Regions from separate parts of the Danio rerio genome. Here region 2 is linked to region 1. A link is a contact called in public Hi-C data. All regions are on one chromosome and are shown on one strand. Each heading gives the region's core, a stretch centred on a gene start, on an enhancer-like site or on the middle of the called end of the contact. The rest is flanking DNA. Distances are from core to core; before and after follow the strand shown. Region 1 holds the start of nek11 (NIMA-related kinase 11). Region 2 holds the start of cpne4a (copine IVa).

Region 1 (6,564 bases), core at 505-3,004:
GTGTCTTGAAAAATATCTAGTCAAATTATATTTACTGTCATCATGGCAAAGATAAAATAAATCAGTTATTAGAAATGAGTTATTAAAACTTTTAATTTTAGAAATGTGTTGAAAAAAATCTTCTCTTTATTAAACAGAAATTAGGTGACAAAATTAACAGGGGGGCTAATAATTCTGACTTCAACTGTATGTTTACGCAAATAGACCTATAAACATGAGCATACTGACAAAACAAAAATATGTAACAGCCTAATTGTTTACATTTATTTATTAATTGGTTTAATTTAATATGAATCGCACCCAAAGAGACACAGTTGTGGCCTGTATTTAGTTTTAATGTATATAAGGGCCATAAAGGAGTAAGAAAGTTTAACCTTGTGCCATAACATTTACATTTGCATTTAGTCATTTAGCAGACGCTTTTATCCAAAGCGACTTACAAATGAGGACAAGGAAGCAATTTACACAACTAAGAGCAACAATGAATAAGTGCTATAGGCAAGTTTCAGGTCTGTAAAGTCTAAGAAGGGAAGTATTAGTAGTATTAGTATTTTTTATTTTTTTATTTTTTTTGGGTACAGTTAGTGTGATATTCAGAGAGGCAATTGCAGATTAGGAATTCTGCAATTGCAGATTAGGACATCTGTCTGCTGCAGCTAACGCTATTGCTGTATCGTTAATCTAAGGTAAACACCCAGAGGTTGCAATCCAATAAAAAATGGCTTTTTATTTGTTTTATTTCTATTCTTTTATGTATTAACTACTATTTCCATTTTCTGTTGGTTATTTATATGGTTATTTATTAAGGGATTAATTCAAATTAAATTTAACAAATGAATGAATGCTCTAGTCTAAACAACAATATTCTTATTTCAAATTTTATTATTACTGCGATTTTATTATTGCTTACAACTAAATATTTACTATTTTACTAAATAAACCACGACTGATGAAAAATACAAAGAACTAAATGACTATTTATAATATTTTTACAGCTATATTGTTAGTAAATAATTATTTTCTTCCATGATGTTTTATTGCAGTGTTAGAGACATTATAGGGTTAAAGGCAGCTGTGTAAACGTGAAGTCCTTGGAGGAAGATTCAGGACCAATCACAGCTTTAAAAGGACATAATTGTTTTGAAATACTGCAGGACTTACAGTCTCTCCTCCGCCACTGCCTTTGTGTCTTTAACAAGATACACAGTGCCGAAGCTTCCCTTCCCGAGTCTCTGCTGGATGATGTATCTGTTCGCTATCAGGCTGCACAGATCAGGAGATGTTTCTGATTCTGGATGACAGTTTGTTTGGCCTGGACGCTCACGAAATCTGGGCATTTTAAGCCGGGAATTTAACGCAGTCAGCTGAGGAGATAAAAGTCGAGGAGAGTCAACAGAGAAACGCTCTCGTGACGTCATTGCTTTCTCACCTCTTTATTTATTTACGTGTTTTGGTATTTGAAGTTCATGAAAAGAAAACATAGAAACACCACTCATTTAATTCATATGAACAAACCATAAGCTAGTCGCAGTTGATTACATCTTCTAGCAAAAAACAAAATAACTATAAAAACAAGATTACTTGATGAAGTTCAGGATTTGATATTGGAGACGCATAGCGAAGACACAGAATAACATAAAAAGCTGAATTGAATTCAAATTCTAATTAGTTTTCTCTATGTGAATTGTGTATTAGCTAACGTTGATGATTTGTTTATCCTCACCTGTGCGTCGGAAGTTTGCTTGACCACATGTGCTCAACTTCCCGTGTTACGTTGTTGTTATGGGAACTGTGCAGTCGCACTATTCTCCTTAAGATGGCGCTAATGTGCACTGCTGACTGTAAGCTAAATTTTGCCAAGTGGTGCTCACTGCAGAGCCACTTGACTTGGGCAGAGCTGAGCTCCAGCAAGGGAAAGCTTGAGCTCCAGCTCCTCCTTCCTTGCGCTTCTTCTTTGAGTGATGTAACTAGGGGAAGTGGGTTAGGGGTGGGGTGGGTGTACGCATTAAAACAGCTTATAGGAGGAGAGAGAGCTCAAGCTACCCCTCGCTGGCCATGGTGCTGTTGTATTGGTCTTATAGGTGGTTTTGTAGGTTAGTTTTGTAACTGTTTGGTAAAGGGTCATAAGATATGTTGGTTATAAACACTGTGAACAGTTTTTTTTTAAATATATAGCTTCAGTATTTAAAAAAAAAAAAAGTAATTCAGTGTTACATGTGCATTCCTGCGTTGCGTGATTATTAGCATTTTTCCTCTAGTCTTCTTTCTCTCTCTCTCTCTCTCTCTCTGTGTGTGTGTGTGTGATAAAATGAAAAAAAAACTCCGCAATTACTTTTTATTTTTTAAAATACATAATTTTGTGTGGGTTTTTTTTCAACAAATCAGTGACATCATTTGAGAAGTTGGCCATTAAAGTGTTAAAATCCTGTAAATTTTCTAAACAATTTAGTAGTTTGAATCAGGGCTGAGGTTAATTAACAGATTTATGCAAAACAATTTGATAAATAAAGGGTTGTAAATTTGAACAGTGCACTAGGGTTTAAACCCTACATTTTCCATTGCTTAAATATTTTTTTTATAACAATACATATATAAATAATATTACATATATTGTAAATAGTACTTTGCAAATACTATTACAATACATTGAGTTCTACAAATGCTTTTTAGATACTGAATTACAATTCGTTTTTAAATACTTCAATACTGAAGCTACATTTTCAAAACTGTTTACACAGTGTTCATTACTAACTTCTCTTATGACCCTTGACCAAACAGTTACAAAAGTAACCTTCAACACCACCAAAAAAACTAACTCAGACCAACACAACAGTTCAAGTAGCTACATCTGAAAATAAGCTTGTTTCACCAAACCACTGACAACCATTCTCATTCAGAAAACACACATTTCATTCATAACGCATTGACATGAAACACAAACAACAGAACATTATAGAAATTACATTTTATTTTTGAAGTTTGAATTAACTTTCACATACATCAGTATGTACAGTAGTTGTATATTTACCACATTTTCACTGTCTTAAATGTGCTTAATTATGATTGATAAGGAGGAAACAAATCGCAGCAATTTGATGTAAAAACACAGTTTTTCTCAATCACTTTAGACTATTCTGCAAATGAAACATGCAAGCACCGGATCACACAACAAAATAATTCCTGTCATGTAGCAACAAATAATAACTTGACTTAGTTGATAGTTGATAGGTGATTATTTGGAAAAGTGGCAGAAGGTAAAATTTTTTATGAATCATGTTGATCTGCATCCCAATCATCACAAATACTGCAGAAGACCTAATGGAACCCGCATGGACCCAAGATTCTCACAGAAATCAGTCTTGTTTCAAGTTTGGTGAAGGAAAAATCATGGTTAGGGATTAAATTTAGTGTAGGGGCCTGCAAGAGATCTGCAGAGTGGATGACAACATCAACAGCCTGAGGTATCAACACATTTGAGCTGCCCATTATACATTACCATCCACAGGAGAGACAAATTCTTCAGGAGAGCGCTCCTCATACTTTAGCTTCCACTGGTGTCTCCACCACAATATTCTTAAAAGCAAAGAAGATTAAGGGGTTCCAGGATTGGCCAGCCCAGTCACAAGATATTAACATTATTGAGCATGTCTGTGGTAAGATGGAGGAGGAGGAGATGAAGATGAATCCAAAAAAATATTGGTTACTCTTGATTTTTTATTCTTGTCCTGCAAGAAAGCTTTCTTTTCCATTCCAGATGACTTTATTAATAAGTTATTTGAGTCATTGCAGAGGTGTCTGGATGCAGTCCTCCAAGCTCAGGGGAGTCTTACACTATATTCATTCTTTTTCCACTGCACCATGACTTTATATTTTATACATTTAGAAATGAGTTATTAAAACTATTATGCTTAGAAATGTGTTGAAAAAAAATCTTCTTTTATACATTTGTACATTATTTCTGTTAAGTGACAATACTTTTGCCTAAGCAAAGTCAGACCTTACTGTCCTGATTAAATAATTAAAAATCAAGCTTCAACTCCTAACTCTTACTTTAAATTAAATGGCACAAGATGATTTTATCAGTCTAAAAATGCTCAGAAGAATTTAATTAATAAAAGTAAGGAAATCTGGTTATTTACGTTTGGATTCCTCTGATATATCATATGAAAGCTAATGCAGGTCAGCCGTGATCAATCATAAACACGGGAACCTCTTAAAACTAGTTTACAAATAAACTTCACAAAATGCTTTTATCAGTCTAAAACAATGTTCATAATAATTTAATGTATGTTTGTACAAGAAAAAAAAAACTATACATAGTCATATGCTTCCTCTGTTTTTTAAAGAAGTTTTTATCTGTCTTGCTAGGAAGTTTCCATGAATGCGTTGCTTTCTATTGTCACTTTTCTTCTTTATTAGTTGCTTCAAATATAGCAAAACAAGACTGACACTGAGAGAGGTGTTGATGATGTCAGGTTTCCTATCTTTGAAGGACATGTTTGTATTTCTTTTACACACACACACACACGCACACACACACATGCACACATGCACACACACTCTTATCACATCAAGCAGTCTTCACTGCGCTGTAAATGGATTCATTCTGCTCCTCTGTGTTGGCAGATCTATAAATAAAGACGATCAATTCAGTCAAATACTGTACTCATATCACTTTGCACAGCTTCGAAAAATAAAAATAGTGTCACATTATCTCCATATCCACTGATCCATTTCTTAAAACATTTAACATTTTTTTTAATGCAATACCTTTAAAAATCTGATCGTAGTAATTAAAGACTTACATTTGTTTTTGGGATTTAACGTCGATTTCTTTGGGTTTAACGGTGACACACGTATACAGCACTTCATCTACCTTTGATTCATCCACTGCTTCCTGTGGGTTTGAGTGAGAGGTTGAGTTACACTTTATCACTGTCCTGCTTATTTTTATGATAATAGTACATAATAAAGCTTTTCTTTTCATTCACATTTTCATTCTGAATAATGAATTTACAAGAGGAGCATAAAACTTAAATTATGCATTTCAGTTGTTCTCTATTGCTTTGACTCAAATATTAAATGAATGATTTTTTTGTCATAAAAACAAGTTCAGATCTCTGAACATGTAGCTTCTTGTTCACATCAGATTGGAATTTCAAGTTGCAAATGCTTTGGCACATGTGTGTAAACCATAACTGAAGATTTTAGTATACACTACATGTTTTTCGCAGTCACTTTGGTACATTATACCATCATGCAAACATGCTAAAGCCAGTCTCTTGATCAAAACCTTCGTTCATCTTTCAGAAATAAATATCAGCGTCAATGAACACATCAGTGCTAGTTTTCATAAACATGGTTTTGCAGATATACTTACAGTTGCTTGACAGATGTTGTCATCCGAAACTCTGGTTCCTTCTCCTACTTCCTTTAGGTTTTTTTGAGTTTCTGCTTTGCTTCTAAAAAAAGTTAAATTAACGCACATCTTTGATAATCTCAGGATACACAGCAAATTCATCAGAGTTAAATTCTCGGTGTTGAAGCATTTCAGAGTAAAATGTTGACGTTAAAGAGTTAGATTTTGATAAATGAATATAATAAGAGTTAAAATTGATTTTATTCAGTGCGAAATCAAGGAGTTATCTTTTCAACACTTGGTGGTGTTATTTCCAACATCCGGGAATTCATGCAGCCCCAGTCACTGAAGAATTTTCCAGACGCCATTTTCCATCTGAGGTTTAGAACAGCAACTGGTGAGTCGAACTACCTAAATGTTGGTATTTTACTGACTTTCTTTTAAGGAAATACAGTTGTAAACATATTGTTAAGTTAATAACTTTAGAATGGAGTGACAATTTTAAACTTCTGCGGTTCATTCATGGTCGTTTGTGTATCTAGCTTAACTGCATTACTATTGACTTCTTTTCAAGAATGTTTTTATATATGCTCACGCATACATAGTGCATAAAAACATCAAATGTACATGTTCAACACATTTCTGTCACGCTTAATGCCATTTTGTGCGTTGTTACCCATCTGTAAAATAAAATCGACACTTCTCCTTTAATTCGAAGCAAACTAGCGAGGGAATCCACGGAGCAGCCTAGCCTACTCTGCCCGGATGCTAACGGCAACACAGGACGGTTTCAATGAGCTCTGGAGAGTTTCTAAAACATATCTGGTGAGTAAATGAACATGCTTACTTGTAAAAGGCTTCCTGACTAAAACATATGATTGTTTGTTATTCGTGTACGTTAATTTGGTTATTTTAAACACCGCGGCCCTTTTAAACTGGTTGATTCGTGGCCGTCCATATACTGTTAGTCCATAGACTCGTGTGATAACGTAACAGTTACGCTTGAATTATATTAAGTGTTGACAACCATTAAAGTCGGAATGTTAACATTAATGTCTTTAAATGACCGCGTTTGCACTTTATCAGACATTTGACGTTACAGAAGTCTCCCGGAAGTTGCGGGACTAACGTTAACGTTATCCCGCAAATGCACAGAGACTCCCAAATGCCCAAGTAGATGCCCGCAAATGAATGATAATCTCCTG
Region 2 (7,059 bases), core at 2,549-5,048, 300 kb before region 1:
ATAGATAGATAGATAGATAGATAGATAGATAGATAGATAGATAGATAGATAGATAGATAGATAGATAGATAGATAGATAGATAGATAGATATGGTACATATATGTTGTAGTTGTATGTGCATACTTGATTTTGTTTCTGTTTTTTTTTGTTTTACAATTTTTTCTGTTTCAGTTTTATGATAAGTTAAACATGATTGTGGTTAATTTGTATTTTAGCTGATATGACAACACTTCTTGTTAACAGTTTGTCATAAAACTTCCACACTTCTATTTATTTAAAGGGGAAAAGAAACCTCTTTGTGACTTGTGTAAGAATATTTGGTTACACTTGCATTTGACACAATTCATGCTATAAACTACTGGCTTATTACGTCATTGTTACGTTATTAATTATTTATTAGTAGTGATAAAGTATGATTTTATTCTGCATCCCCAATCCTATCCAAATCCTTAACCTAACTTCTACCTTACTAACTATTAATAAGCAGATAATTATTAAGCTAGTAGTGTTAGTTAAGAATGATATAAACAAAATGTATTAATATTTTAATAGAATGTATATTTTAAATGATATTTTAATAAGGAATTTTTCAATATCATTGATCAAACTAAAGGATCTTATATGACTTTTTATCAGTGTTGTTACCTGTATTTTTTGTGTAATGCATGTTTGTTAAGAAACCATTGTGATAGTAACTCATAAAATAAATATTTATTACTGATGTAGCCATGAATATAGCCAATGCTGCTACTGTTAGCTAACATTCAACTGTCTTTTCTGTATTTCAGGCATTTGGCTTCATGTCCACGATAGCCTTCTTTGCAGAAGCTGCTTACTTTGTGAAACTGCATGGTATTCCGTGCCTTAAGAGAAACAATCTACCAGCAGACGCAACACCAAGACAACCAGAGATTGAGAAACTTAATGCTAATGGAGCAGAATCTGCTTGAGGCCTGGTAGCGTTTTCACCAGCATTCAAATCCAAAAGCAAACAATTTTTTATAAATATGAATTATTTTTACCCAAAGCAAAAAACGAAAAAGTCTTAATAATTCCATTTCAGTCAGTTTTATTCTGGCTTTTTTTGTCCAGTTTTATATTGTGCCTAAACGTTTTGCCTTTGTATTACATAAGTCTTAATTTCACAGGTAGTATTTTAACATGGAATCCTTGACCATATTTTTACTGTACACAAATGAAGTTATCATGTCATGTCACAAGTGAAGTTATCACTGTTTTTGTGTGTGTTCTGTGCTATTTCGGACATAAACTCTTAAGCATTAACGAGTACAAAAATATGCACTGTACTCCATTATAGAGTACTACTTTTCTGATCTTTGAAATACTTTTATATGCATGCCTGAAGTAATATATTTTGGAGAAAATCAGGGTTTGATCATGTTGAAAATATCAATTTACTATTGTCTGCTTTTCAGCGCAGGAATTTGAATATAATGTTGATTTAAGAGGATAAGAAAATTATATATATTTTTTAACACTTGGGACAGGCAGTGGTATATTAACCAATAAGCGAGGTAATCAGCCGCTTGGGGCGCCAGTAAATCTGGGGGCCCTCAATAAATACCTAGAAATATAAATTATACCCATAAATTATATGACATCGTTTTTTGTTATATTTTGTATGGTGAGGGTCTAACAACGATAGATTTAGATATAGAGATAGATATTTTGACATAATTATTACATTGATTATTCCATCTGCGCAAAGTTGTCCCCCACATCTCTCTCATGGAGCAGTCCAGCAGTCAAATCAGGTAAATATTTAGTTTTAAAAACAACATTCCTTAGACATTTAGACATAATAAATACATTTCTTTATTATTTTTTAAGTTCTGAATTCAGTTTAAGGAAGCAAATAATTTAAATATATAGCGATTGCATTGCGATTAAAAGGTAGAAAATTAAATTGAGTGAAAAGTATATTAAAAATAAACAAATAAAAGTACATATTGTGCATTTACGGACTGTTGGGCCCCATGGCTCGAATTGTTTGGGGCCTCCAATCACAAAACCTGCCCCTGGGGACAGGTAAATATTACACTGAATACATACACACACACACACACACACACACATACACACATACACACGTCGTCCTTAAGTCAGTTATACTGTAAAAATGTTTATTGAGCTGAAGAAATGAATGTGGCGAAAGCAGGACAGCATTGTTTTGGCCCTGTGATGATCATGTTTCGCTGTACAGTCATACAATTGTTTGTTTTTATTGAATCAATCTATCATTTTTATATTGTGTGGAACTCGAAATGTTGTATATTTTCTTCTGTGCTTGATCTTGTTCCATGTGAGCCCAGATTGTGTGTAAGATAGCGTGCTGATGCTATGAATATGAAGTGTTAAACTGAATGCATGTCTTACAGGTCTTCTTTTTTTATTGCGAGGTTTGTGCGTTTAGGCCCTGATGTGTTTGTTTAGATGCCCGAGGAATTAAACGGACTGCAAGTTTTCCAAGACACTAATCTGCCTTACGCTTTAACCCTCCTGTGCTTTACGACTTGACTGCTGCTTTCTGTTAATTGAGCGTTGTGTATATTTTACAATCTAGATAAACTGAACAGTAAACTTATAGTACAGTAGCCACTTTCTCCTTCTGAAGATTTGAATCGAGTGTCTTGTTAAGTTGCCAAGGATTTTTATATTTTTAAAAAGCAAAGACATTTGACAAAATTGACATAGTTTGAATACCAGCATTGTTTCTACCTTTTAAAAGTCACATGGAACATTTTACAGCACTGTATATGAAACCATCTCTCCATTCAATTTAAGCAATAAATAGATCATGGGCTTAAGAGAATCAGACTCCTGGTTTTATGTGTGCCCTGTTTGGAAACATGCTTGATGATAAAGGGGTCATTTAACCAAAAATCAGCAAGTTTGGCCACCCTTAAGGCCTTTTCTCTACAGTAGAGCATTAAAGGTGTTCAGTTCTGGGTTCCCTGCTTTTTATCATCTTTTTATTACTTGGTTATATTTTCCACAAACAGCAAATTACGCAGCGGATGCCCTTCCAGCTGCAACCCATCACTGGGAAACATCCATACACACCCATTCACACACACACTGCGGACCGTTAAATTTATCCAATTTACCTACAGTATACCACATGTCTTTGGACTGTGGGGGAAACCGGAGCACCCGGAGGAAACCCATGCAAACACAGGGAGAACATGCAAACTCTACACAGAAAGGCCAACTGACTCAGCTGAGGCTCGAACCAGAGACCTTGCTGTGAGGTGATCGAGCCACTGCAGCACCATGAAGCCCGGCTTCCCATCTTTCAGAATTAATTATAAAATACTTCTCACTTTTAAAGCCATCCACAATTCTCCATACCTTAATAGTCTTGTTCATATCGCCACACCTTCTCAGACACTCCTTTTCTTCAATTAACCTCACTGTTCCCTATGTCCGCTTTGTCACCATTGGGAGCAGAGCCTTCAGCCACTCAGCTCCTCAGCTTTGGAATTTGCTTCCTCGTTATCTCCGTAATCTAAACACAATTTAACAATTTAAATCTAAATTTAAACACATCTGTTTAGAACAGCCTACTCTCTTTAACTCAACTGCACTTTTTAAAATTGTATTCTATTGACTTTTCTATTGTGTTTTTATTTGAACTGACTGTTCTTGTCTTGTACGAGGATCTTAAGTGTCAAGAAAGGCGCCTTTAAATAAAATGCATTATTATATTAAAGAAGATTTTTGTTTTTTAATGAAATGCCAAGTTATGAAATGCCTATATAGCAATGCTGAACTAATTGATGCAGAGGTCTTATGCAAATCAGTCTGTTCACGAAGCATTCTGTTATTACCTTTAGTCTATTTACAGCATTATCTATCGTTTTTACCTATGGCAAACATTCCAGGATGCATTGTTAGCTACTACGAGCATGAGTTTTATTTAGCCTCTATGTTGTTTTCACCTTTAAAATGCCAACAGCCACTGACTTCCAATTTATGAAATTTCAAGGACCTCAATTTCATTTTAAAATCTTTTTAAATGATCTGTTAAAGAAAAATATAATCATTTACATCTTCAATGGTTTGATAGTGAGTAAATTATATAGTAAGTATACTTAATGCAACTTTCTCTTCAAAGTAAAAAAAAAAACCTGTGAATTCTATAATATTCAATCTACTCAGTGTGGTTATTTGGGTCAGTCACATGACTAAAGACTTCTATATTAAAATATTGGAAGAGTTAGTTTCTTCTGTAGATTAATATACAAATAAATGAACTAGGGCTGCACAATATATCATTTTAGCATTAATATTGCAATGTCCGTATTCTCAGTAGTCACATCGCAGGATATGCAATGGTAAGTTAAGATTATATTTGATCAACAATTGAGGATACATGAGATTTTTTTGAAGTCATTGCAAAAATTAATCATTTGCATGTGACTTAAAGGCATATCAGGTGGGTGTGAAGCATTCGGGCACTATAACGTGTGTTACTTTAATGAAGAACACATGTAGTAAATTATTTGATACAATGACTATACTATACAGCGTTTTTACATTTCATTATTCAATTTCTGTACCTGAATACTGTTTGACTCTCTGGAAAAGACAAAGACTATTATACCATAACTATTTATTTAACTTTTTTTCTCTACTCCGTTTTAACTATTCTTGCAATTTGTTCATTATTTTTATACATGATTCACGGTTAATCTAAATTTATGATTTTTTTACTCTAAAATATAGGCTAGCTAATCAAAAAGAAAAATATATATATATCGCGATGTCAGATGTTCTCGTACAACCCTAATATGAACGTTTATTGATATTTATGTAATGCTCATTTGTCTTTAGGAAGCTGAACCATTTCCCCCAAAGCTAACACAAGATGTCGCTGCTTGCAAAGTTACCGTCAACAAATGTCTGAACACGCCGTTGAAAATCACGTTTACCTCAGGTAAGACATCCGTTATTGTTTTGGTTTATTGGCAGTTTTGAACGACATTTTATGTTATATATTTCCTATAAAGTACATATTTTACAGCAGGACCCATAATTTATGAACGAAAAAAATAGGCAGTTATAGTAATGTACATTTAGCCTAGTGTTTTAACCGGCTGCTATAGTAAAGTGTATGTGTATTACTAAATTAGCATAGGCTAAGTTAACGTACAGTATTATTGACTAACGTAACAGTGAACAAAATACACTTAGTTTTCACTAACTTTACAGTAAACTCTGGTTTACTGTGTACTATACAGTAATAATACTAGTTGCAGAAATGCTAGCACAGTTGGTTACTATAAGTTAGTTGTAGGCTATTACCATAGCAGTTTTATAATTACCACAAAATATTATTTCAAGTACTTTACTATAAGTTAGTATGGTTCACAATCTATAGTAAGACCTACTTACTGATTGACCACCTCTAATGTTTATCTAAAACTTGACTAGCACAAAGATCACACCATTTTGGATGGTAACATTATGGCGAGTTATCTTAAAAGCTTTATAGGATGCACGATTGTTTACATGCTAGTTTGGGTATAAAACCAACTTTTAGTCTGATTCGGTGATCTAGTTTATTCGTTTTTAACTAAGTTAACCAATCAACCTGGAAATCCAGCCAGTTGGATCTGAACACCGACCGACAACCATCGTTTGTTTAAATTTATAATTTTAGCAAGGATATTTAATATCATGGTGCGTAATTGAAACACTTAAAGCGTACAATACATTACAAAACGCTATTTTGTGTGTACATGCATTGCACATTATTTAATTAGTAACTAACGAGTTGCTTTACCTGTAGTTCCTCCCCTCAAAGTCCGCGTACCCGCCGAAAGAGTGAAGCGCGTGAAGGGGAGGGACCCGCGCGCCACATGAACGCGCTGTACTTTACTTTCACTCATCTGCACAGCGGGTTGAGGATGGAGCTCGACTCTCTGTATGGAGCATATTTCTGCCCAGTGCTCTGTGTCTGATGACAAGCAGCGAAGCAACAATTTGCCTGGATTTAATTTTCATGTTCGTTAAAGGTGAGCACCTCTCTCTCATCTGTCACTGCAGTCGCGCTCCCGAGCGCAGGTGTTTCGTACCGGCGCGCGCTTTTATTTGCGCCTTAATCACATTAAAGTAAAAGAGGATGGCGTTTTTGTAATTAACTTGCTGCTGTAGAGAAATTGATGATAATCACTTGTCGGCTTCAGTTGTTGCACTATTATATTATCTGTTTGTGAAGTTGTATGTTTGTGTTGTAATCGGAGCTGTCAGACACTGGCTTGCATGACTATTATTTCATTGAACTTTGTATTAATTATTCTTGAAGACTAGATATGCTATAAGATTAACAGGAGAAAAACACATTCATTCAACTTTATCAGCACATACATCCTTAAATCTGTTAAAGTGCACACCTGACTTGAACATAAAATACCAACCGGAAAATGCTTTAAAATTGCAGTACGTATATATTTATAGATACTGTAGGCTGTGACAATTTTATTTGTAAATTGTTACCTACAATTTCATGGCTGAGCCTTTATTTATAAAGACGCGATTCTTTCAGTGTCCAGATGAGGGTGAACGATTAAAGCAGGTTATGTGCGTGATCAAGACCATCCAGAGGTTAATATGCTGTCACATATCTGTAGAGAGATGATGAATTATTTTTAATATACATGTATGTTCATTAATTTATCATTAGAACAATATTATTAATTAACATTGATGGAAAATATTGATCTGGCAGGACTTTACTGTAAAAATACAGTGACCATATTACAAGCATTTCGGTAACTATTTTTAATTATGATATTTTACTGTACCAATTAAAAATAATAATGTGACGTCATGATGGAATGTTTAAATTTCACTATAAAATTACACATATTATTTTTTAAAATAGCCAATTTGCATCATTATTCAAATGTTTGTTGGCAGTGTTTTTTCTAATACTTTTATTCAACAAGAATGCATTAAATTGATGCAAAAAGTGACAACAAAATAAAATTTTTAATTTTTACAAATTTTATTTATATATTTTATTTATACAA

What was found. Hi-C and Micro-C count contacts between places; a contact is called where the count stands out from the background.
Region 2: a contact with region 1 is called in a Hi-C map of hematopoietic stem cells, with 6 times the contacts expected there. The contact joins the promoter of cpne4a here to the promoter of nek11 in region 1. A contact is called at or near these places in 5 of 18 Hi-C or Micro-C datasets (caudal fin, embryo, hematopoietic stem cells and 1 more) and 1 of 4 datasets of contacts at active chromatin or transcription factors (caudal fin).

The regions. Positions count from the first base shown.
Region 1 is chr16:45,585,776-45,592,339 of GRCz12tu, reverse strand. nek11 (NIMA-related kinase 11) reads right to left here and starts at 1,754. Exons shown (of 18, transcript XM_073926501.1): 1 at 1,724-1,754; 2 at 1,162-1,364. The coding sequence starts at 1,337. It overlaps sc:d156, which reads right to left. Exons shown (of 7, transcript NM_001122612.2): 5 at 5,381-5,459; 6 at 4,806-4,897; 7 at 4,265-4,628. The coding sequence ends at 4,571. LOC137487957 (a long non-coding RNA gene) reads left to right here and starts at 5,195. Exons shown (of 6, transcript XR_012392454.1): 1 at 5,195-5,756; 2 at 6,078-6,184.
Region 2 is chr16:45,883,558-45,890,616 of GRCz12tu, reverse strand. cpne4a (copine IVa) reads left to right here and starts at 3,798. Exons shown (of 17, transcript XM_073926510.1): 1 at 3,798-4,106; 2 at 4,859-4,961. It overlaps cmtm6 (CKLF-like MARVEL transmembrane domain containing 6), which reads left to right. Exons shown (of 5, transcript NM_001044756.2): 5 at 790-2,834. The coding sequence ends at 951. It also overlaps a transcript of si:dkey-11p23.7 not described here.